Linked DNA regions of Sus scrofa: all the other regions are linked to region 1. The links are chromatin contacts, called in public Hi-C and HiChIP or PLAC-seq maps. All regions are on one chromosome and are shown on one strand. The core of a region is the stretch at or near the end of the contact, and the rest is flanking DNA. Distances in the headings are between cores, read along the strand shown.

Region 1 (5,564 bases), core at 712-3,211:
GTGGCTGGGGGTGAGGAAATGGGGGAAGACCTACACTAAAATTACAAACCTAATTCAATGCAAAAGCAAAGTAGGAAAGCCTGGAATTAACAGTGAAAGGACAGAGTTAAAAGAATCAAAACATAAATTTCAGTGAGCTGTTTTGAAGTTTTTATGACCAAAATTCAAGTCCACCTTGCCACGGAATCCTACAATGAAGTCACACCTAATACTGCCTTATACTTCAGACCTAAAAAGTTCACTGCACAGAACTCCAATTTCAAACTCAAGGGGCAGTACCAGGAACCGCAGAGAAGCTAACAGCAACACCTACTGACTGTCTTGAGCCACTTGACAAACTTGTTCTCTCAGTCAAGTAGAGAAATCTAGCAATACAGTCAACTTTAGGAGTCCTTTACTTAAGAATAATGAGATAAGAAAATAAGTTGGCAGCCACATAAAACCATGTACCCTCAAAATCTCTTATTTCGTTCCTAACCATTTATAAGCAAATCATCACCCAAATCATTTTAAATGCATTGTTAATTGCTAATGCTTTAGTATAAATAATTTACTCGATGGGAAAAATGTTTTAACATTAATATACTCATTAATAACTGGCATGGCATCTACTAGTCCAACACATCAGTGACCATAAACTGCTTTATGAAAACCTTTTATTTGAGGCTACTGCTGTTACCACTGTTTTATATTATTTCCACTGACTTTTTCTTTCCTGGTAAAGGTGGCTTAATTGAAGCTTTCGAAAAATGAAAAAGGAGAAAGTTATAAAAGTCATTAAACCAGGATTAAATAGAAAATTAATACTGTTACTAAACTGGATGCAGAGAATGATTCTATAGGACTTAATCTTGTACTTTTTCAAAAGATTAAGTCAGAGAATCTTTGCCTTGGACGAATATTCCATATGAGAAAACGAGAGAAAGTTGACACTTAACTCCCACAGAGTACCAGTATAAAAACAATGGCTTTAAGAGTCTGAGTCAGAGTTTCAACATGAAAGGTTTGCTTTATAGAGGAAACGCCAACCCCAGTTCATCCAGAGAGACCTGGAACCTGATGAAAGTCGACACTTTTACTCTGAAATTTGCATCATATCACTGGCTCCCAGTTTAGAAACATAATCGTTTAGTAGGTAGTAAGAATTTCAGTGAGTGCTGCCTCTAAAATACCCGTCATGAAAAATAAAATCTATCAAGTAAATGCAGCCTAGGATCCATCAGTCCCCAAATGCTTCTCTTCAAAATGAATACTAATAACTCAATTAAACAACATTTTCCTTGAAAATGAGCCATCTCCCTTGTCTATGTTTTACAAACAGTGAATCTGATGAAATTTCAACCTGCCCAACACGATTACTTGTCCACCTAGAAATGCCGTGGAGCGATAGGGAGGGAGCCTGGCAAATTTCCTTTAAGGTCAGGAGAGAAGTTGGAAACAGATGGGGCGAAGCAGAAAAAGTTCTTTTTTGCAGTACCTTCACGCCTCCCCAGCCCTCTTGCTGTTTACTTGCTCCACGGAAAGCAGGTTAGAGCATCCCGGGATTTCACTCGCCACCAGACCCCCCGGAGAGAAATGAACCACCCGCGGGCACTCAGCTGCTCTTCCCCCTTCCTCACGATTTAACCTCTCGGCCCGCCCTCCGGCACAGCCTGCAAAGCTCTCACCCAGGTGACTGAAGGGGAAGGGTCGCCCGGTGAAGACGAGGGCAGCAGGATAGGCGCAGCACCCAGACGGGGGCGCGGGGCTCCTGGCCTCTGGCACAGGCGCCTGGCTGAGAGTTGTGCAGCTTCGGATTCCGAGGTGCGTGCGCGCGCGCGCGCGCGCCGGGCGCGTTGCAGCTCAGACTCGCCCCCGCCGGGCTGCGCTATCTGCACGCCACCAAATCGGAAATAAAACTTTGACCGGCCTCCGGGTGTCCTGCTCCGGGCCCTGGACCCGCGCCCCGGCCAGAAATGGGATGGGGGCTGTCAACAGTCCTGCACCCCCGCTACCCTGCCCGGACGCCACTTACCACTCGGCCCGGCCTCCCGGTGCGGCCGCGCGTCCGGGGCGCGTCCGCCGCGCGCTCTCCCTGGGGAGAAAGAGAAACCGTGTAGACGGTCGGCGCGCGCTCACTCGCCGCCTCCTCTGCGGAGAACAGCAGGCGGCGAGGCCGGGGCGGGCGCAGAGCAGAGGGGGGCCCGGGGGAGGCGGGGGCGGAATCTGCCCAACTCCCGAGCCTGGCTCCGAGGGAGACACGGAATGCAGGCTGGAGAGCAGCCGGCGGGGGCCGCGTTCCCAGCAGAGTTGGGGGAGGCGGAGGTGCCCAGGTCCCCGGGCATCAACTATTGTTTGCGCGCTCGGGTCCCCGCTCGCGCCGCCTCCGATGTTCAGCGCCCCTCATCCCGCCTGCCTGCCCCCAAGAGAAAGCGCTGAGGGGGCGGCCGACGCGGGAAGCAATTGCTGGATGACTGGAGGGCCGGAGTTCCGAGGTGGGCGCCGAGTGGGGGAGGGGACAGGTAACTACAGCGGGGGGCAGAAAGGCCCAGGAGGATCGGTGGGGGGAGGAAATGGGGAGGAAGCCACGGAGGCGGGAGAGGATGAAATGACAGAGGGGGCGGCCTCCGAAACCCAGACCTGGCCCTCCCTGGGGACCCTCCTCCCGGGGACTCAGTGCCGCTCTGACTTTTGCTCACTTGCTCACGCACACAGCGAACTCGCTCACAAAGTTGCCGGCGGTGGCGGTGCCGCACTCGCCCTTCCCCTCCCCGCCTCCCTACCACCCCGCCCCATTCCTTCCCCTCCTTCATTCCCTCCCCTTTCCCCAAGTCTCGGGTGAGATCACCGATGTGCTGCTCAGTGCTGCGCTCAAATCTCGCGAGAGAAGCGGCTCAGCCCAGATGGCGGGGGAAGTGGAAGGAGTTGGAGGAAGGGGGTGGGGGGAACCGCGGAACTTAGTCTCTTAGTTGCTATGACGACGGCAAAGCCCTGGATTCCTGTCTCCTGCGGAGAGCCGAGGCAGCAAACGTGGGTGCAGTTTCCAGCCTCCCCTCTCCCTAGCCTGACGCCCTAATGGTGGAGAAAGCAAGGGCTAGAAGCGGGAAAAGGAGTTTTAAACTCTTTGAGAGGGATTTTGCAGAAGAACAGCGTCACGCTATCTGGCTAAATTTGGCAAATGAAGCTAATTGTTTTTTAAGGATTCTGGGACAGATTACTGCCACAGAAGCCAGCGCATGTGTGAACCCCCAGTTTCCTACATATATCTAGTTTTTCAGCCTTCCACTCTAATCTCATCACCCAAACCCCACCAACTCCTTATGCTACCTCTCACTTCCCCCCCTCCCCCGCTCCCCATCCCCACCGCCACCAACAAACTGGGCTCTTGAAGGATCTGTCTTACCCATCTTTGTATTCTCAGAGCCTCCACAAGCTTGATACATAGTAGGTGTTTACTTAATGTCTGTTGGGGGAAATGAACGTAACAAGCTGCTTGTCCTCAGAGGTACTTGGCTTTCACCCTACCCTGGAAAGTACTTCATTTTAGATTAAAAGTTTCTGCTCCACAGTTATGGTTTCGACTTTGTTAAACTATCCTCCCATTTCTGTTCACACCGAATTATCTGTTTTTAAATAATTATAATCCTCTGTTCTCTTTCTCCATCTTTGTCTCATGAAACAAAACTTCTTCATACCTACTCCAAAATGAGGATGAAGATGAAATCTCATCCTGTTTCTTCTTTTAATTGTAGAAATTTTCTTTGGGGGTTTTATATATCACTGCCTAAATAAAGTGGATACTGTGAATAGAGTTTTAAAAAAGCTTAAACTTTTGATATCAAAATGAGTCAGTAAAAATAGTTTCCATGTTATGTGAATTATACCAATTTTTAAAAAGATGCCATCCCTATTTACATAAATATGGGAAAACCATTATTTAAATCAATCTCTTGGAACCAGAAACCTTAAAATATACACCAAGATTCTTTTAGGTTACATGCAAGTTTAAATACTATGTCAGTGAAAACCTAATGATACAGTGATAAAAAGCACTGGACAAAGTCTGGAAACTAGGGTGTGAGTTTTTGTTGTCACTAATAATTGAGTCTCCTTGAGAATGTATTTAATCTTTCTCTCGGAGTCTTCATCTATAAAACGAGGGGTAGCACACATGTTAGGTCATTGCAGCTTTAAAATTCTATGGCTCTTAGACCTAGACAAATTTCTGATAAATAACAGATATTTTTCTTTTACATCAAACAGACTTTTTTAATGAGTGTTTCATTTTATAGTAGGTCAGTTTTATAAAGTTCAGCTACGTGTTGACAAGCTGCTCTTAAAGTTCTCTTGTCTCAACTATAAAAACAACAAAAATATTTACCATGTTACAGTAATTTCAAAGGGAATCCATTGTTCTTATTTGCTTTTATACTAACTCAAAACAGATTTCTTGTTATTTAATAAATATGCTAACCCAAACCAAAGACCCAAACTTAATACATCCACACTCCCACTAAAATAACCCTGAGAAGGAGGGAGGGAAGGACAGGAAGAAGGAAGGAGCTAGGAGGGAAGGAAAGAAGGGTGGGCCTTAAATCCAGAGACTGGTGTTTTTTGTTTTGTTTTGTTTTTTAACTTATTTATTTATTTTATGGCTGTACCTGAGGCATATGGAAATTCCCAGGCTGGGGACTGAACTCGCAGCTCCGCATCCCCCTGAGCCACTGCAGTTGGATTCTTAACCCACTGCACCACAGCAGGAACTCCTCCACAGGTATTTTTAATATCAAATTTTTACAAAGAAACACAATAGAGCATCACCATTATCAGTCCTGTTGATCTGTTTTAAGGAATTATCTTCCATACACAGCACACTACTGTCAATGGGTTGTTATTCATTCGCCCCGGCTCAACTTTTTAACATAGTTTTGCCCTTAAAGGATAGCTGCCTAACTGTATCTGCCAACACAGTACAATTTCAGGGCCACTTGTTTTATGACTCTTGTTTTAACCATTTGATACATTTGAAATAACTGCCCCAGTGTTTCTTAAGAGGCTCAGGAGATGGGTCTTGGCGTCAAATTACAAAGAGAATTTCCCCATCTTCAGGCAGAGCAGACTACTAAAGATTGTTCTAGGGACCTAAAACTGCTCCCTTCGAGATCCTGGACCTCCCCGCACCTCCCCTCCCTCCCTCCCCCCATGGTGGCAGAACTTTCACCAAGGTTTCTGAAGGAAATGAAAGGCAAAATTTACCAAAGTTACTCTGCATGGTTCTCTGGGTCAGGCAGCCTGCATCCTCTCTGACCTTCCTGGGGTTTCCAAATAGCAAACAAGGGATGACAGAAGAAGGAAGGGGGGGATAGAGAGTCATCAAGCACAGATCAGATCTCAACCACTTCCTGCCCACTCCCTCTACTGGCTCTCCAGCGCCCTCTGCCCAGCCCCCTCCCCCACATACTCCAGGGATGCGTAACCTTTCCTGTGATAAGAACTCCCTCTCTTTTGATTTCTTTGTTCTTTTTCCCCCCAGATCCTTTTCCCATATTGATCATCACAGAATATACAACAGTTCCCCATTGGCC
Region 2 (5,523 bases), core at 2,884-5,383, 370 kb before region 1:
CAGTAGCGAAGTCCAAAAATGTGCTGGTCTCAGGATGATCCACACACGGATAATGAAGAGGGAACTAATTCTACAGTGCTCTGCAAATATTAAATCATAAGCAGAGAAGGCAAATTAGGAACTCTCTATGGACATGTGACCAGAGAGTGAGAAAGCTTATTAAAAGTCTAAAAGGCATAACCTTGTAGGAATCATCTTGGGTGTTAAGGCATCCAATGGAAAAACAGGGATAGCAGGAGAGTCCATGAGTTCCTGGGTAGTCTTTCAAATAAGAAAAGCTGAAGCAAGAATACGAAAGCGTTTTAAAAGAGCGTTTAAAATGAATTTTATTGTTTGAATTTTACAAGTAGTCCTCAAAGGCTTTGAACAAGAACTCTGTTGCAAAACTCTAATAAATAGCTTGCCCCAAGTCCCCAAACAAAATGTAAAACAAAAATAAAACCTAAACTCAGAAGGACAAGCAAGACTTCAGAATGCTTGGATGTTAGCGCTAGTTCTCATTTACAAAGAGCTATCAGGCAATGTACAATCTCCTTCATACAAGTCAGAGAAAGAGACAGACAATTGAGATCGTCACAAAGCACTCGGAAATCTTCCCATTTCCCTGGTAGAAATGTCACCAGAAAAAAAAATCCCACGGTTAAACCACAATCATGACTGATGCTGTAGCGTAAAAGCCTGGTGATGCAGGTGGGGGAGAAGAGAGGGCCAGCCGTCCCTTTTCTTTCAGGGATGGAGAGAGGAATGGGCTGAGATTACTCGGAGCAGGGAACGTCCGAGCAGAGGCCGCTAGACGGCTGAATGTTCCCTTAGACCAGAGTTGCCACTGAAAGGGGCACAGGTAGTCACTGAATGACCATTGTGAAGGCAAGAAACAAGGCCACCGGGGCCTCCCCTGGGGTCTCTCAACACTGGTGACCTAGTGTCTCTTGTGCTGTCAGGACTGAGAGCTTTAGAACAATGGCCAGGGGCCCAAAGCAGCTGCATCACTAGATAGAAAAACAGCACATCAGTCACTTCTGCCACAGAATCCTGTGGACGGCCACACGAGGATGCAGAAAATGCTGGGCTGAAATTGTACACTGGGACATGCAGGTCTCAAAAGCCCATTCTGCTATCACAGTCATTGCTCCGAACAAGGAAATATTAAAGTTTACAATTTAACGTTTGCTTTTCCTAGTTACAAATACTGGTAAAGCCTTGCTTTGGAGAGAAGGATGTATTAATACAATCATTTTGAGAGCGCTACAAATACTATTTTGCCACATGGTTATCTTTAAAAATCTCCAAAAAAATAAACCTATGATTTGTATGCATTTTGGTCAAAAGTTGGAGGAATTCTGAAACTGATTACTTTTGGGAAGCAGGAAGACACAGAAAGGCTGACTCCAATTTAGAGGGACTTACTTAAGCCAGGTAAAAAGGCTCCATTGCCGAGGAGCACAGAGCCCTGGACCATCTCCCCAGGAAGGAAGGAGGAAGTCGTGCTGTCACAATGCAGGATGGAAAAGGGGCGCGGCTTGGCTTGCAGGCTCTAGCTCTGCTGCTCTCTGGTTCACTCATTTGCTACCCTTAAGTAACCCATCCTGCTGATCTCTGTGAGACAGGGACAAACATCACTGGCTCATGCACAGGCCATTCAAGGGAGGTAGGCATTTTCTAAAAGCACCTCCCTCCCCAGGCATTGTAGGAATGAAGGTAAGGAAATCCCCCTCCCCAAATAAACAGTTGAAAACTTTATTTTCCTAGGAACAATGACATTTGTCAGAATAACAAGGGAAAGCTCGGGGTACCTGAAATAAGAAAGAGCTGATGGAAAGAGGGAGATGGGCCAGGGGGAGGCCCTGGCCCTGGGCCCAGTTTCTTTTTAAATACATAACAGATAAAGATATTGTGCAAAAAAATAGACATTCACATTTTAGCAGTTAAACTTTTATTTTACTTTTTAAAATTTTTATTTACCATTTTCTTTCTCTTTTCTACAAAAGGCAGATAATGATTGTTGATCTGCAATTGTCGTGGTGTGCACTCCCCGAAAGGGGGCGAGTCGGGAGCTGGGGAGGGAGGGCTGAGGAGGCCTCCGCTGGCGGGTGGCCCCCCTCCTGGCCTAGCTCATGTCTATGGTGTTGAAGACCCACTCGGTGAACTTCTTGAGCTTGTCGGAGGCATTCTGGGACTCTTCCTGCAGCCTCAGGTTGTCCTCCCGCAGATGCTGAACTTCCGCCTGGAGGTGGGCTTTGTCTTCTTTTTCCTGGAAGAGTGGGCAGAGCGGAAAGGAACTTAAGAGAGTGGCCCAGCCCAGCCCAGCAGCTGGAGGGAGTGGCTGTGAATCCGTGTGCACCCCTCGCCCACTTCCCCTTCTTTCCACTAAACAGCCGCTGCTGTCTCCGTGGCTGGCACTGGGCGTTCAGATGCTCTCTCCCAGGGCACAAGACTGCTAGAGAGATCCACTAGAGGTTTATTTTGGACTGTAAATACAGGACTGTGTAGTTTAATGTCTTTGTTAAATTAGAAGGGGTAAGGGCTGTCTTACATGGAGATGACGGTCTGGTGGCTGCTGTCTTAACAGAAAAATTCTCTTGTGCAAAAGCCCAAATAACAGTAAGGACAGGTGGGGCTGGGTCATGGCCCAGGGATGAGGAGGCGGGGAGAGGCCTCCGAGTGGGCTGGCTGAGGTTTGAAGGTACTCAGAAAAGAGGGGAATGCTTTTTCTGTACACGGGACAATGAAGGCCTTCTTGCACTGTGTGGCAGTGGGAACCAAGTTCCAAGCGGCCCCCTAAACATGTGGGTACCAAGAAAAGAGGGAAAATGCCCACATCTTATTCCAGGAACACTACTGATAAAGGGCTCTCACAGTTCAAGGGCACTTGGCATGGACCGGACAGCCTGCTGTGAGAATGTGTTTACCTTCTTCAAATCTTCTCGAAGCATCTTCAGCATCCCTTCCAGCTGGTCCACTTTAGAAGCCAGAGTGGGAGAGGAATCTTTACTGCGGGGAACAAGAGACAAGAGACCACGTTGGCAGGAGCCTCCACGGCTGGGTTACCTGGGCCTTGTTTTTTTTTTTTTTTAAGGAAGTGGCTGTATTTATGTTTTTCAATGTCACAATTACTCAGTATGGTGCCACAACAGTGCATTTTCATTTTCAAAAAGAAAATGGTTATCTTAACAAAAGTGTGAACTGCAGCCCATCAATGGCTTCCTTTGTTAAAGAGGCTGCATCTTTGTGACAAAAGAATATGGGACAATAAGTAAAAGCGGTCTCTCTGGCAGCACAACAGGGACTTTGGGCAGACATGACTGTCAAAGAGCGAAATGTTTCCTGTCCCCTGAGTGGCCCCTGTGCGTGCAAGAGGGTTGGGGAGGGCGGGCACCGACTCTCGCTTGGGGCAGCTACGTTATCCTGCCCATGTCTTGTCTTAAGCTAGTTTAAGTATCTTTAACTATTCTGAAAATAAGACTCCATCTTTCAGAAGATTGTCAGTCTAGTCTTAATGCCGTAAAGCTCTTTCCTATCATGATCAGCAAACTCTAAAGGCCACAAATTTCTCATTTTCTCCCTTTCCTCTGAACTGCTAAAAATGCCATGCCAGTGGAGCGCCCAAAGGAGGGAGCGAGAGGATGAGAGGCCACACTGGACAGAATGCACAGCTGGGCAAGGGCTGGAGACCCTGTCACCTCTTCTCCCGCCCTCTCCTCTCCTTGAATTCAAGCCCTGAAATGTTTCCGGGAGAGTTCTCACCCAGAAACACCGCCTCCATCCCACAACCAAGAAGCTCAAGGCTTCCACTGAGACAACATAAGCAGCTGCTGCTTTCTAGATGTCAAAGGTGGTGCCTCTGAAATCTTGGAGTCACGAGATAAACTTTGAGTTAGAATTCCTGACCTAAAATAAGCGGTGCCAATGTCTTCTGCTGCTGTTGGATCTACAGCGAGCCCAGAGTGGTGCAGAGTGGCACAAGGGTGCCAATAAAATGGAATGACAATGACCTCCAAACGTCTAAGACAGGATGACTGATGAAAAGCTGACAGCGAATAGATTTTAAAAGGGAAGTGGTCAATCAAGTGCAAGCCACAGCCCCACAGGCAGGGCATGGCTGACCGGGTGAAGGCCAAAGACAAGACAGAAGAAGGGTGGAGCTGCCCGAAACGCTGAGGCTGAGAGATGGGGGCAGGGCTGTCCTTCTCAAGCCATCGAGTCCACCGTCTCTGCTCTTGGAAGGGCTGCCACAGCCACTGCAGACTGGTAGTGGCTCTCAGCAGCCTATCTTGACTTCCGCAGATTCTCACAGTGAGTGCGTGTCTGCGAGCGCACCGATCATCTTTAAAAACGTATTTAACCCCATTTGCATGTGCTCATCCACACTGAGCAAAGAACTCCTCCTCCTCCTCTTACTCGTCCACAGAGATTTAGGAACTGTTTCATAATCCCTTCTCGGGAGAACAGTCTTCATTCACTCACACTGCTCTGCATCCTACAGAAGGGCCATTTCGGGCTCTCCCCTGACGCCACAGTTTTTTAAAAAAAGTTCTCAGCAGCTCAACTAACCACCTGCCCCAGCTGTCCCAGTGACAGGATGCCTGCAGCGTCTGCGTGCTGCACACAGAACAAATGATGCGTCACTCCTACACTTTACCCACAAGGAGGGTTTCCTTGCAGACCGGCTCAGGAAGTCCGCAGAAGCACACGTCCCGGGGTGTGCATGTGTGCAAATCTGTACAACCTTCCTCTTCCTGTTGTTGGCTGTCCTGACCAAGCTTTATAGATACTTGCATTCTTAACCATTCTCAAGAGAGGTTTTAAAAGAAGAGCCGTCAAACTGGTGGAATTACTCTGCTTCAAGGAGTGGTTACTGTGTGTCCATGGGTGGCTGTGGGGATACTTTAAGGCACAGGAACATCACCCATTTATCCAATAACCTCGCTGAGGCAAAATGGAAAAGTCAGCCTCGACATAACCAACAGAATAGCCCATACTCTTAACTACTGCTTTTTTTGCTTATTTTGCATAAATCTTCACTATTCGGAGGTGACCCAGTTCTGATGGTAGGTCTGAAGTAGGACACTAGGAGTTGCTAAGATGCAGGCACATTTACAAGCATGACCAACTGTCAGCGGGGGAAGCGACTCAAAACCCAGACTCAAGGACTACACGCATAGGCATCTAAGGATATTTAGCACGAGTGACTTACCTTACCTAATAAACCCTAGAACGTAACTGTACTATGGCATTGAAGTCATAATTATGAATATACATCATTTAAGTCACCAAGAACTGTTCAATGGTGTTTAGAGTATTTCGTTATAAAGCATTCTAAGTAAAAGTGGCATCACGGATAAACTTCATTCAGCTCATCCAGGTGGCCTCCATCGCCTCTTCCCCCCACCTGCTATCACCAGAGTGGTACCCTCGCCACTGGGGGACCAACCTGCTGTAAGACTTCATCTGGGCCAGAGCCTGGTCCTCAAGCTGGTCACTGTTGGATGCGGCACTCAGAGGGCGATGGTTTTCATCGCTAGC
Region 3 (4,989 bases), core at 96-2,595, 290 kb before region 1:
ATCCTTAACATATAATTATCAGTGATTCATCACGGTAGGGAGGTAAACGATACAGACACTAAAATCAGCTTTGCACCATTAGAAATAGAATCCTTAACAGAAGAAGATGAGGAAGATGACACCCTAAGAGTGCTCTTTTCAAATAAAGGGTTTTGTTTTGGGTAAATCTAACTTTCAAGGTTTTCTACAAGGTTAAAAGCTCATTAATTTAGATGCCACCAATGCTGAACGCTTGATAATAAGGCCTGTTAGAAGCTAAGTAGAAAGATATTTTTGCTTTCCTAAGAAAAAAAGCCTCTCCAGAATTTCAGTGTGCTATATATAGATACTTCAGATGTATTAATTATAAGAGGTTCTTGCTATTTTAAAAAGCAGATTCCCAAAGGCTTCTTGGCCACACTTATGTTCGCCTTGGGTGCAATACTGTAACTCCTTCGAAAGAATACATTCTTAAGAGCCATGCCTTACTTACTCAGCCTTGTTAAGGACTAGGATGTTCTACTCAAGAGGGTTATCTAGATGACAGACAGACAGACAGACAGACAGACGATCGGAGGCCGAAAGAGCTGTGGAACGTTAGCCCTGGAGAAGAACTTGAAGAAGTCAGTGTGCCTCAAATTCTGCCAACAAAATCTTGAGTTTTATCTGAAAATTCATCTTCATTGTGCATTCCACTGAAGAAAACCTGCATTCATTTCAACGCAAAAATATGTTCTGTCCCCTAAATCTTGGAGTACAATGGAGGGACCAGGAGGTATTCTGATTCACAGTCACTTGACACATCCCTGGACCTCCATTTGAACAGCTGGTAAAAATTCTTCACTTCTCCAGGAAACAGAGACGTAAAATGAGTTGTCCAGGGCTCGTTAAAGAGAGCCAGGAGTGGCCAGAGCCTGGGTTTCTGGAAGGCCAACAGTGTGCTCTGTGAGAAGAGCACACGTATTCCCTGAGGAAACATTTTTAAATCTCCCACTGGAGGTGCCTGCAAAAGGGAACAGCCGCAAGAGTCACATGGCCAAAGAGACCACCATTAGGCTGTTTCTAGTAGATCTGGGCCTTGTGCCATCTGCTGGCATCAAAGACCTCGCATGAAGCAGCAAGTTGATACATGGAAATATTCCATTTTCAAGTCGATACATGGGAATGTTCCAGAAACATTTGAACAGAGGTCTCAATGAAAAAGTCAGACAACCTGCATTTCTGAAGCCCCATGGAAACAGCAATGAACAACAAAACTGAAAAGGAAGGGGGCTTAGCCTCAAAATGGTATTAGTCCCCCCTTGAAGGTCAGATCCGGCTGCCAGCTCGGGGAGCCTTCCAAGACAGCAGACCTTGGCAGAGCACAGGAAAGACGAGTGTCAGAACAAATGTGTGCCCATCGGTCCCTCCCTGGGGGCTCTACTTCTCACAGTCTTCATTCGCCAACACTCACCGAGCACCTCCCATATGCCAGGCACTATGCTGCTGTGAGGACCTGGGGCGAGGCGTCACAGGGTACATCCAGTGGTTTGCACACTCTCCCAGGAGGTGTGGGTGCTACTGGAAACCCCCAGGAAAGGTACTTTATCCAGTCCTGGGAGGTCGGGCGAGCCTCCCAGAGAAAAGAGGAATCGGAGTTCATCAGGGGATGGAGGGGCAGGGATGTGTGTGAGAAGAGCAGAGGCATTCTTGGCCTGGAGGGCAGCATGTGCAGAGGGAGGGGCTGTAAGGAGCTCCACACAGCAGCAGGGGTGGGGCTGGGGGGTGGGCGAGGTGCCAGGACATGAAGAGACAAGAGAGGCCAGATCTGAAGAACTCCATGCAGGCTATGCTGGGAAGTCTCAACGTTTCCCTAAATGGTTTTCAGCACAGAGTGACAGATTCAGATTGGTGTCTTAGAAAGGTCAGCCACACTTGGGCAACAGGGATGCTGATTAATGAGGGCCTGGAACAGACTTCTCAAAAGAAATTTTCATCACTTGACCCACTTGCAAATTTTTTTTTTTCCCCTAAAGCGTGTATATTTGTTTCTTTTTATCCAAGAGAAGCAGAGAAAATGGTCATGGACATGTCGTGTGCATGCACCACACTCCCTGCCTGCACCAGATACTTTATGCACAGGATTTTAAGTAGAAGCCAAGCAACCTCCCACTGTGCAGTCAGGGAAATTTAAGATCTGAGAGATTTCAGTCTGGTCTGATTCCAAGCGCTTTTTACACTACATCATACAAACTCCTCTCAGCATTTATGACACAGGAACTGCTGAATATGGAAATCTTTCTGAGAGGAGTAACATATATTTCTCTACCTTCCTAAACATGGTGACCGATCACAATTTAACATCTGTTTCAAAGACAGGTCCAACCACGTATCATTATACTAGTTTTAAAATTCACAATAATTCTTTTTGAAAAAAAATTTTTAGTAGAGTTGATTTACAATGTTCCATCAATTTCTGCTGTATAGCAAAGTGAGTCAAAGTTCTAATTTTCAATTGTGTGAGATATCCTAAGATTTTTTTCACAGTCTGTCTGAACTAGATTGATCCATAAGGCCCACCCATTACAATTAATCAATTTTACCTTAAATTTTCAAATTCTGTTAATGCTGCTCTACGTCTCTCACTCACTTCTATTTCCTGTAATTTATTTGTTGGAGAAACAGGGCTATTTGCCACATAGAGTTGTCCAGAGCCTGAATTTTGCTGAATACAGACATTTTCTCTGGACTCTTATATTTCCTGCAAATTGGCCTCTCAAGAGGTTTGATCAGATTCACATTCAACTGTGGGGAGAGAGGATGAGGCTAATTCACAGATGGGATGTAGTCTTCCGTTATGAGATACACGTTTGTCTCTTTTCACATCTGTAGCCTTTGGTGATCAATGCCTAGATCCACGCATTCATGAGGTTGTTGCTTTTTTTTTTTTTTTTCCCATTTACTAGCTTTAAAAAAAATGGGGACAAATTTTTTTTTTTGGTCTTCTTGCCATTTCTTGGGCCGCTCCCGCGGCATGTGGAGGTTCCCAGGCTAGGGGTCGAATCGGAGCTGTAGCCACCATCCTACGCCAGAGCCACAGCAATGCGGGATCCAAGCCACATCTGCAACCTACACCACAGCTCACGGCAACGCCGGATCCTTAACCCACTGAGCAAGGGCAGGGACCGAACCCGCAACCTCATGGTTCCTAGTCGGATTTGTTAACCACTGCGCCACAACGGGAACTCCTTGCAGTGTATTTTTACAAAGTGAAGCCCTTAGGAGTAAGTGGAGTATATCTGGCTGTTTGCTTCCAAACCAAATGGACCCCAGGTTGCTATGCTGATTAAATCTGTACCTTTAACATGAACAGTCTTCCTGCATCCCCTTTATTGGTAAGCACTCAATTGATGCTTTCAGAACATCCTTGCCACTAATCCGCTCATCTTTCTGATTTGCTGCTTCTCATCTGATCTATCAACTGGAAAAATGAAACTCACTGTAATGATACAAATAAAATAGTAGACACCAGAAGGCCCGCTGATCGGGTACAGGCATAAACTCTAGTACACAGACTTAGTGATTAATTTCTGAGTTCTTGGCTATGTCTACTATTTGAGGCTAACTGGCTTTTTGAATTAGTTTGAATTGGTTAAGTTTTTCCTGTATAAACTTTCAAGTCCCCAGGGAGATATAACACACATTATTTCAGAGCCTCGTTTCCATATTCAGCCCAGGGATTTTTTTTTTTCCCTTTGTTCCCCTATTGTATTCTAGAGCCTAGAATAGTACCTAGGATATTCTGATAAAGAACTGGTTAAAAAAAAAAAGAGAGAGAAGAAGAAGCAGCTCTAAATTTGTGCTTGTATAAAAATTACCTTGCCTGGTGACAGTGGCTAAGTTTTCCTAAAACTGCTTTATACCATGTTGTTATGTGATGATCTAGCCTTCCAAGGGCCTCTACTGCCTAGTCACCCTTCAACAGCACACCCTTCTTACTGGACTTCTTTCCACTGTCCTTCCTGCATCTATCCGTCCATCTATACCACTGGCCACCCTGTATCTATACGTCTATCTATACGTCTGGCCACCCTCGATTCCCAGAATGGCTTCTCATTTTCTCACTGAACTTCACCATCTGTGCTTCAAACCACACAATGAATCCCATTTTCTCAGTTAAACGTTCCTTATATCTTTAGCCTGTACTGACCCCACAACTCTCTACACAGCAAGGCACTCCTTTGAGGAAATAACTTTCCACACTTTAGGTACCAAGTTGATGTCAGTAAGTAAATGTGAGTGTTCACAGAGGAGAAAGTTGGGAAAAGAGATTTTAAATGATGAAAAGCAGCTGAATTATTCTAACTACATCACTGAGAGACAAAGTTATATTTAAATAAACTGGGTTTGAATCAATGTGTCTCTAAGCTTTCCCACCAGAGTACATCTAATGAAGCAGATAAATTCACACCTCTAGCAGTTTGGGGAAGGGCTTGGGTATGAGAAAACATCATAGGTATGAAAGTTGTTTGAAGACCTGCATTTTATCTCAAAATTGATACACATTTTTCACTCTACTTCATACTACTTTAAGAGAAAATAAACCTCTTTAGATCCCTAGACTTGTTTTGTTCTCTGAACTTGCTGACTTACTCCTGTAATTAAGCTGCATTCCACCTGGGATTAAAACATTGTACTTCTCACAACAAACCAATTATCAGTCTGCGCTGGCCACTTTCTGTGTAGGTGGCTATATTTATACCAAAAAAAAAAAAAAAATACATATCCAAAATTAACGAAATCCAATCTTCCAAGTTTTAGGGACAGAAAACTATGACAAATTTCCCTATTTTGAAAGGATGGATTCCTAAGAGGACATCTGATTAATGCTGGAATATCCTTGCACGTCTTCTTGGCACAGATTCTTATTCTCTTCAACACCAACCCCCTCCAGGATTCTTGCAGAGGCCTCTGCAGGCAGATGCTTGAATTCTGATACCCATGAGACTAGGTCAACAAGGGACACTGAAA
Region 4 (5,013 bases), core at 1,581-4,080, 350 kb after region 1:
CAAGTGCAAAGGCCCTGAGGCAGGAATGGCTATTGTGTGGGAAAACTTGTAAGAGGGCAAATGGGGGGGGGGGGAGATACATGGGAGGGGTGGCTCTGAGAGCAGAATGCCTCCATCTGACTAATGTTATAAAGAATCACTCAGGCATTTTTATGAAGAATAGAGAATAAAGAATGCAAGCAGCGACTCTCATTAGAACTTGCAATATCCTGGGAGAGACATAACAATGGCTTGAATTAAGAGAGAAGTGATGATGATTAGCTGGATTCTAGTTATGTTTTCAAGACAGAACCCACAAGATTTGTTGGTGAACTGGACATGAAAGAAACAGGAAGAAAAGAATCAGCTTTTTAAAGTTTTTAGGAAGAGAGCCCATAAACTTAAACAAGAAGGTTAGAGAAGCAATTTATATTTTCCTAGAACCCAGCAAACTGCCCAGCACATAGCAGACACTCAAATATTTGTGAATTAAATTAAATTGAATAAACTCCCAAAATGAAGGAGTAAACTCAATGTATGGATCTACATTTGCTCTAAGTTTCCTTTAGTAATGTTTGTTAGTTACACCAAGAGTCTTAGCCACTAACACCGGTCTCAACATGGAAACTTTACACCAGAATATAGCAACTAATCCTGATATCTCAAGAACCAGCTTCAGTTTTAAATCTACAATTCTCCTGGATATAAAAGAAATCAGCTATGATAAACTCTGTGACAGCCTGAGGATTCTTACACCCAAAGTAATTAACCTGTTCGTTAATGATGTCATATTCCTGGAAGATAAAGAAGTGCAAATAGTACTAACTCCCTAGGCCAGAATTAATTGAAAACTAAAACACTTCGTGATAAATTTTCAGACAGGGACAAGACTGAACAAGTCCCCTAAAAAAAATAATCCATCAGTCATCAGCAATTTCTTACATGACTTTTTTACCTCAAGCAGCATGTCCCTCCCAAACAATTTCAATGAAAAAGGTGAAATTTAGCACATCTTCCTCCAGTTGTTCTGCCAATTAGCGAAAATGGGCTTCACTTCGGAAAGAACTGGGTATCCTCACCTTTAACACTGATGTAGTCATATTCCCAGACCTTCTCATCCAGCATCCTTACTACAGCTCCACGAAGAAGCATAAAGTCAACAGAAATACACTCAAAGGCCTCCTAAAATAAAGTTACAAACCTTACCTCCCTTCCGGTCACTTTTAAAGTTTTAACTGAAGCTTAAGTATCACCTCTCTTCCATATTAGTCTCCCTAATGCCCCACCCTAACCTAATGTGTTTTAAAAAAAGAAAATGCGCTTACAACTTTCAGTGAAAATACAGGTTAAAAAGCTAGATCATTCGGGGAAGCTGAAGAAGCTGATCGTACCGAATTCAGCAACAGGCAGTACTTTCTCTTTCCTATCAGTAAAAGGCCTTGAACCAACCCAAACAAATCTGCTGAAATGCCAGCCAAATTTCCCCGTATCTCCCCCGCTCCCTCCCCCCAAAGCTGGCCTGGAAATAACAGTCACCGACCAAGGCGCTGAACAGAACTGAACCAGTGGTAAGCAAAAATAGGATTTTGAGAGGCAGGAAGAGTGAGAGCCAGATTTTCAACCACCACGTCTAAGCGAGTTAAGGGCCCGGATGCCCCACAAATACATTCCAAACCGAGCGGCACACGCTCTTCCCCCGCTCCAAAGGCTCCGCACGCGGATTAGAGGCGAGGTGGAAGGAGAGTACTCCCCGGAGAGGCGGAGCGAGAACCGCCTCGGGGGAAGGGAGTGCCCAAGGGGTGCCCGGCGCCCGAGGAACGGAGCGCAAATAAGCACGCGTGCCAGGGATGGAGGCGGCGGCCCCTTGGGAGCACAATGCTCGGCGCCCACCCCAAATGCGGAGGCAGGGAGCCCCCGTCAGGCTTTACCCACCCGGGTAGAAAGGGGGGGGGCAGGATCAGGAACCTCGAAGGAGGGGCCTAGGAAGCAACTCTTTCCCCGTAAACGGGCTGGGCACCCCCACCCCAGGGTGGGGCGCGGAGGGAGGCGGGGGCTGCTGCTGATCCGCTTCTCCCGTCATCCCTGAAATAAGGGAAGCCCTCCAGGGAGAGAAGAGCGGGGAGTACGCGTGGGGGAGGGGAGCACTAGAGCCAAGGGGGCGGTGGGCCCGCGGGGGATCGGGACAGTACGGGGAAGGCGAAGAGGGCGCACTCCCCGCCCGGAGCCAGGGAGGCGCGACCGCCCGCTGGACTCGGGGAACCCGGCCAGCCAGAAGGGGGTTAGGAGCCACCCTCCTCCCCGCCCCCACAACTCACCATGTAGAGGGTGAAGGGTAGGCCGAGCAGAAAGAGCCACAGGTAGAGGTGCAGCGCGTTCACGAACGTGGCCTGGTGCGGGTCGTAGTACCATCCCCCGCTGAGAGCGGCCCACACCCCCTGCCGGAGGATCTGCAGCGTCTGCGACCCCATCCCCACCCGGCGCCGCCTCCGCCGCCGCCGCCGCCGCCGCGGTCCCCGCCCCGGCCCCAGCTCTGCCTCGGTCACCAGAGCCCGCAGCTGCCCCGTCTATCCGCCTCCGGAGCTCCGGGAGAGCGGGCCGGCGCTTCGGCGGTCGCTAGGGCTGCTGCAAGAGGAGGAGGAGGAGGCAGCGAACGAGGAGGAGGAGACCGAGGAGGAGGCGGCGAGCGGCGGGGCGGAGGAGAGCGGAGAAGAGGAGACCGGCCTCCAGAGCGCAGCCGCCATCTTGTCTCCTAACACCCGGAGCCGGGCCCCCGCCGCCCGCGGCCCGCCAGCGCCGCTGCCGCCACCGCCGCCGCCGCCGCGACCCCCGCCGGCCGCCAGCCCTGGGCCAGGCGGAGAAGGAGGCCCGGCGCCCGGGAGCGACCGGGAGCAAGCCGCGCCCCCTCCGGCTCCTCCTCTCCTCTCCCTCCGCCCCCTGGGCCGGCTCCCCACGGGTGCGCGCAGCCCCTGCGCCGCCGCGGGCGCCTCCTGCCGGCGCCCGGGAGAAACGCTCGCGAGCCCAGGCCTGGGGGCGGGGCTGCCGAGGTTCCGGGGACGGAGAGTCCGGGCTGTGGGAGACCCCTCTGTGTTCCCGCCTCGCGACCCTGGCAAGTTCCGTGAGCAGTCCAGAAACCGGGTCTTCCACTCTCCAAAGCCTTAACTTTGGAACCTTGTCAGCATCCTGGCTGACGTTTTATATTTATTAAAGACCTGGGAACAACGAGGCTAATATCCAAGATACTCACTGAAGACGTGAAAGAATTAGGTACAGCTGATGACGATTGAAAAGAATCACAAATGCACCCAATTTGAGCAAGAACTGTGTTGGCCCGTGGAATGAGCTGGAGGCTCTTGACAGAAAAATAACCACGGCCAGGATTGGACAGATTTACTACGTGCAAAGACAGATTAAATTAATAGAAGTTGTAAGAGATGTAAAAGTATGGGCTGGACAGCTTGATCATTGTACATGGTGATTTTATTTTTTTAACGTGCTGTAACTTGCAGCCATTTTTATTAATGGGCCAATCTAAACAGGGTTGAAAGATTAACTGTGGCTCCACCCCAATTCACAATAAGATCTTGCACTTTTTATAGCTGTAAAGACTGGGAATCATTCTTGGCTCTGTGTAATGTTTATAAGGCACGTCTGATCTCATTGAATGAAATTTTTTTAAAAAGAGTTTGCAGTTTGAGTTTATGATAGCAATAAAAGTACTCTGTATTCTTGGATTAAAGTTGCTATAATTAACAAGAAAAGAGAGCCAAAAGAAACCGGGGGTGAAGTTTTCAGAAGAGTATTGAAAACCTATTGCAATACCTCCCAGAGTCACTTCACAGTTCAGGAATTTCCACATCCATTTCATTTGACCTTCACAATACTCCTGTTAAGAACAGCCTAGAGGCTATCCTTATTTTATGAATTAGGAAACCAGAGTTCAAAGAAACTAAATGATTGCCCAAGTTCTCTCAAGTAATAAGTGGTTGAGAAGACTTCTGCAACCAGCAGTCGTCTTAAATGCATGAACTGAATTTTGGCAGTTTATTTCGCAGCACTTTACATCTTATCTGTTCAGATAAGAGTTTGAACTGGTGGATAACTGCTCAGCTTCTGGTCACCTGTGGCCAGCTTAAACGAATGACCAGTTCTCAAAGTGTAAGCCCAAGACCAGCTGTGTCAACATCACTAAGAACTTGTTAGAAATGCAAATTCTCAGGCATCACTCCGGAGAAACTCCGGGTGTGAGATCTAGCAATCTGTTTTAACAAACCCTCCAGAAGATTCTAATCTACCTTAAAAGTTGAAACTACCATGTAGAACACCACCACCCCCCGCCTTGATTTGTTCAATTCCTTATAGGCACATAGTCACTGAATTCCAATAACATAGCTTGAAATTGAGCGACACTGGCCAAAATATACTTTAAAGTATATTAGTATGTCTAAGAGCAAAATTGAGGTTAAACATGCAATTTTACAATTAAAAGTTTGGCCTTGAGTCTTGGTCACAGACACAAGGTATTGTCGGGTGTTCATTTGTTTCTCCTAAAGGAGACAGGTAAATTCTCTGAGCAGGTTTTGGAAGTGATCCCAAGCTTTTCCAACACAAAGGAAGATGTAAACATGGATAAAATTCCAGTACCACATTGGTTTCCACACCAGCAAATATCTGCTATAGTTTAATGTAAAAGGATTAACTGTAATAGGGGTGAGGTGGACTGGAAGAAATGGAGACCAGAACCAGACACAGCCATGGAACTGGAGGCAGACCCAGCTGGCATGATGAGTGTGCAGCCAGAAGGGAGTATTTGGAGGGTATGTAACCGGCAGCAGCCAGGAAGGCAGCCAGGATCAGGCTGGTTCAACACAGAGAATGTGAGTGTGGTAAGCCAATGGGCAGCTGAAACATAGCCTTGGAAAATCCAGGAGCAGAGAAAAATTGGAAATCTTGGCAAGCATTAAGAAAATGCCAGGCCCCAGCCTCAGTGCTGTCTTCCAGGTCTGCATTCTGCTCCCTTTGGGGAACTGATGAAAA

What was found. Hi-C and Micro-C count contacts between places; a contact is called where the count stands out from the background. HiChIP or PLAC-seq counts read pairs in DNA pulled down with a chosen protein or histone mark.
Region 2: a contact with region 1 is called in an H3K27ac HiChIP or PLAC-seq map of alveolar macrophages. The contact joins the enhancer-like site here to the promoter of LOC102159548 in region 1. A contact is called at or near these places in 6 of 47 Hi-C or Micro-C datasets (embryonic fibroblasts, fetal heart ventricle, fetal skeletal muscle and 2 more) and 2 of 2 datasets of contacts at active chromatin or transcription factors (alveolar macrophages and skeletal muscle).
Region 3: a contact with region 1 is called in a Hi-C map of skeletal muscle, with 4 times the contacts expected there. The contact joins the enhancer-like site here to the promoter of LOC102159548 in region 1. A contact is called at or near these places in 1 of 5 promoter capture datasets (liver), 3 of 47 Hi-C or Micro-C datasets (embryonic fibroblasts, skeletal muscle and subcutaneous adipose tissue) and 2 of 2 datasets of contacts at active chromatin or transcription factors (alveolar macrophages and skeletal muscle).
Region 4: a contact with region 1 is called in a Hi-C map of embryonic fibroblasts, with 2.6 times the contacts expected there. The contact joins the promoter of PCNX1 here to the promoter of LOC102159548 in region 1. A contact is called at or near these places in 4 of 47 Hi-C or Micro-C datasets (brain, embryonic fibroblasts, epiblast stem cells and 1 more).

What each region holds. Positions count from the first base shown.
Region 1 is chr7:94,787,023-94,792,586 of Sscrofa11.1, reverse strand. LOC102159548 reads left to right here and starts at 1,961. Exons shown (of 2, transcript XM_013989147.2): 1 at 1,961-2,501. The coding sequence starts at 1,961. SIPA1L1 (signal-induced proliferation-associated 1-like protein 1) reads right to left here and starts at 2,752. Exons shown (of 27, transcript XM_021099427.1): 1 at 2,679-2,752; 2 at 2,015-2,074.
Region 2 is chr7:95,163,506-95,169,028 of Sscrofa11.1, reverse strand. It overlaps SIPA1L1 (signal-induced proliferation-associated 1-like protein 1), which reads right to left. Exons shown (of 27, transcript XM_021099427.1): 25 at 5,432-5,523; 26 at 2,910-2,991; 27 at 301-2,251. The coding sequence ends at 2,108. The region is part of intron 4 of LOC110261627 (a long non-coding RNA gene); the gene reads left to right. Among named protein-coding and RNA genes, the nearest start is that of RGS6, 200 kb to the left of the region's middle. Within about 2 kb of position 4,133, at least 14 of the 83 cell types and tissues checked have an H3K27ac peak or open chromatin away from gene starts, as enhancers often do. A contact at or near this core is called in alveolar macrophages, where this site is marked.
Region 3 is chr7:95,077,822-95,082,810 of Sscrofa11.1, reverse strand. The region is part of intron 12 of SIPA1L1 (signal-induced proliferation-associated 1-like protein 1); the gene reads right to left. Among named protein-coding and RNA genes, the nearest start is that of RGS6, 280 kb to the left of the region's middle. Within about 2 kb of position 1,345, at least 10 of the 83 cell types and tissues checked have an H3K27ac peak or open chromatin away from gene starts, as enhancers often do. A contact at or near this core is called in skeletal muscle, where this site is marked.
Region 4 is chr7:94,442,818-94,447,830 of Sscrofa11.1, reverse strand. It overlaps PCNX1 (pecanex-like protein 1), which reads right to left and starts at 2,830. Exons shown (of 34, transcript XM_021099425.1): 1 at 2,295-2,830. The coding sequence starts at 2,447.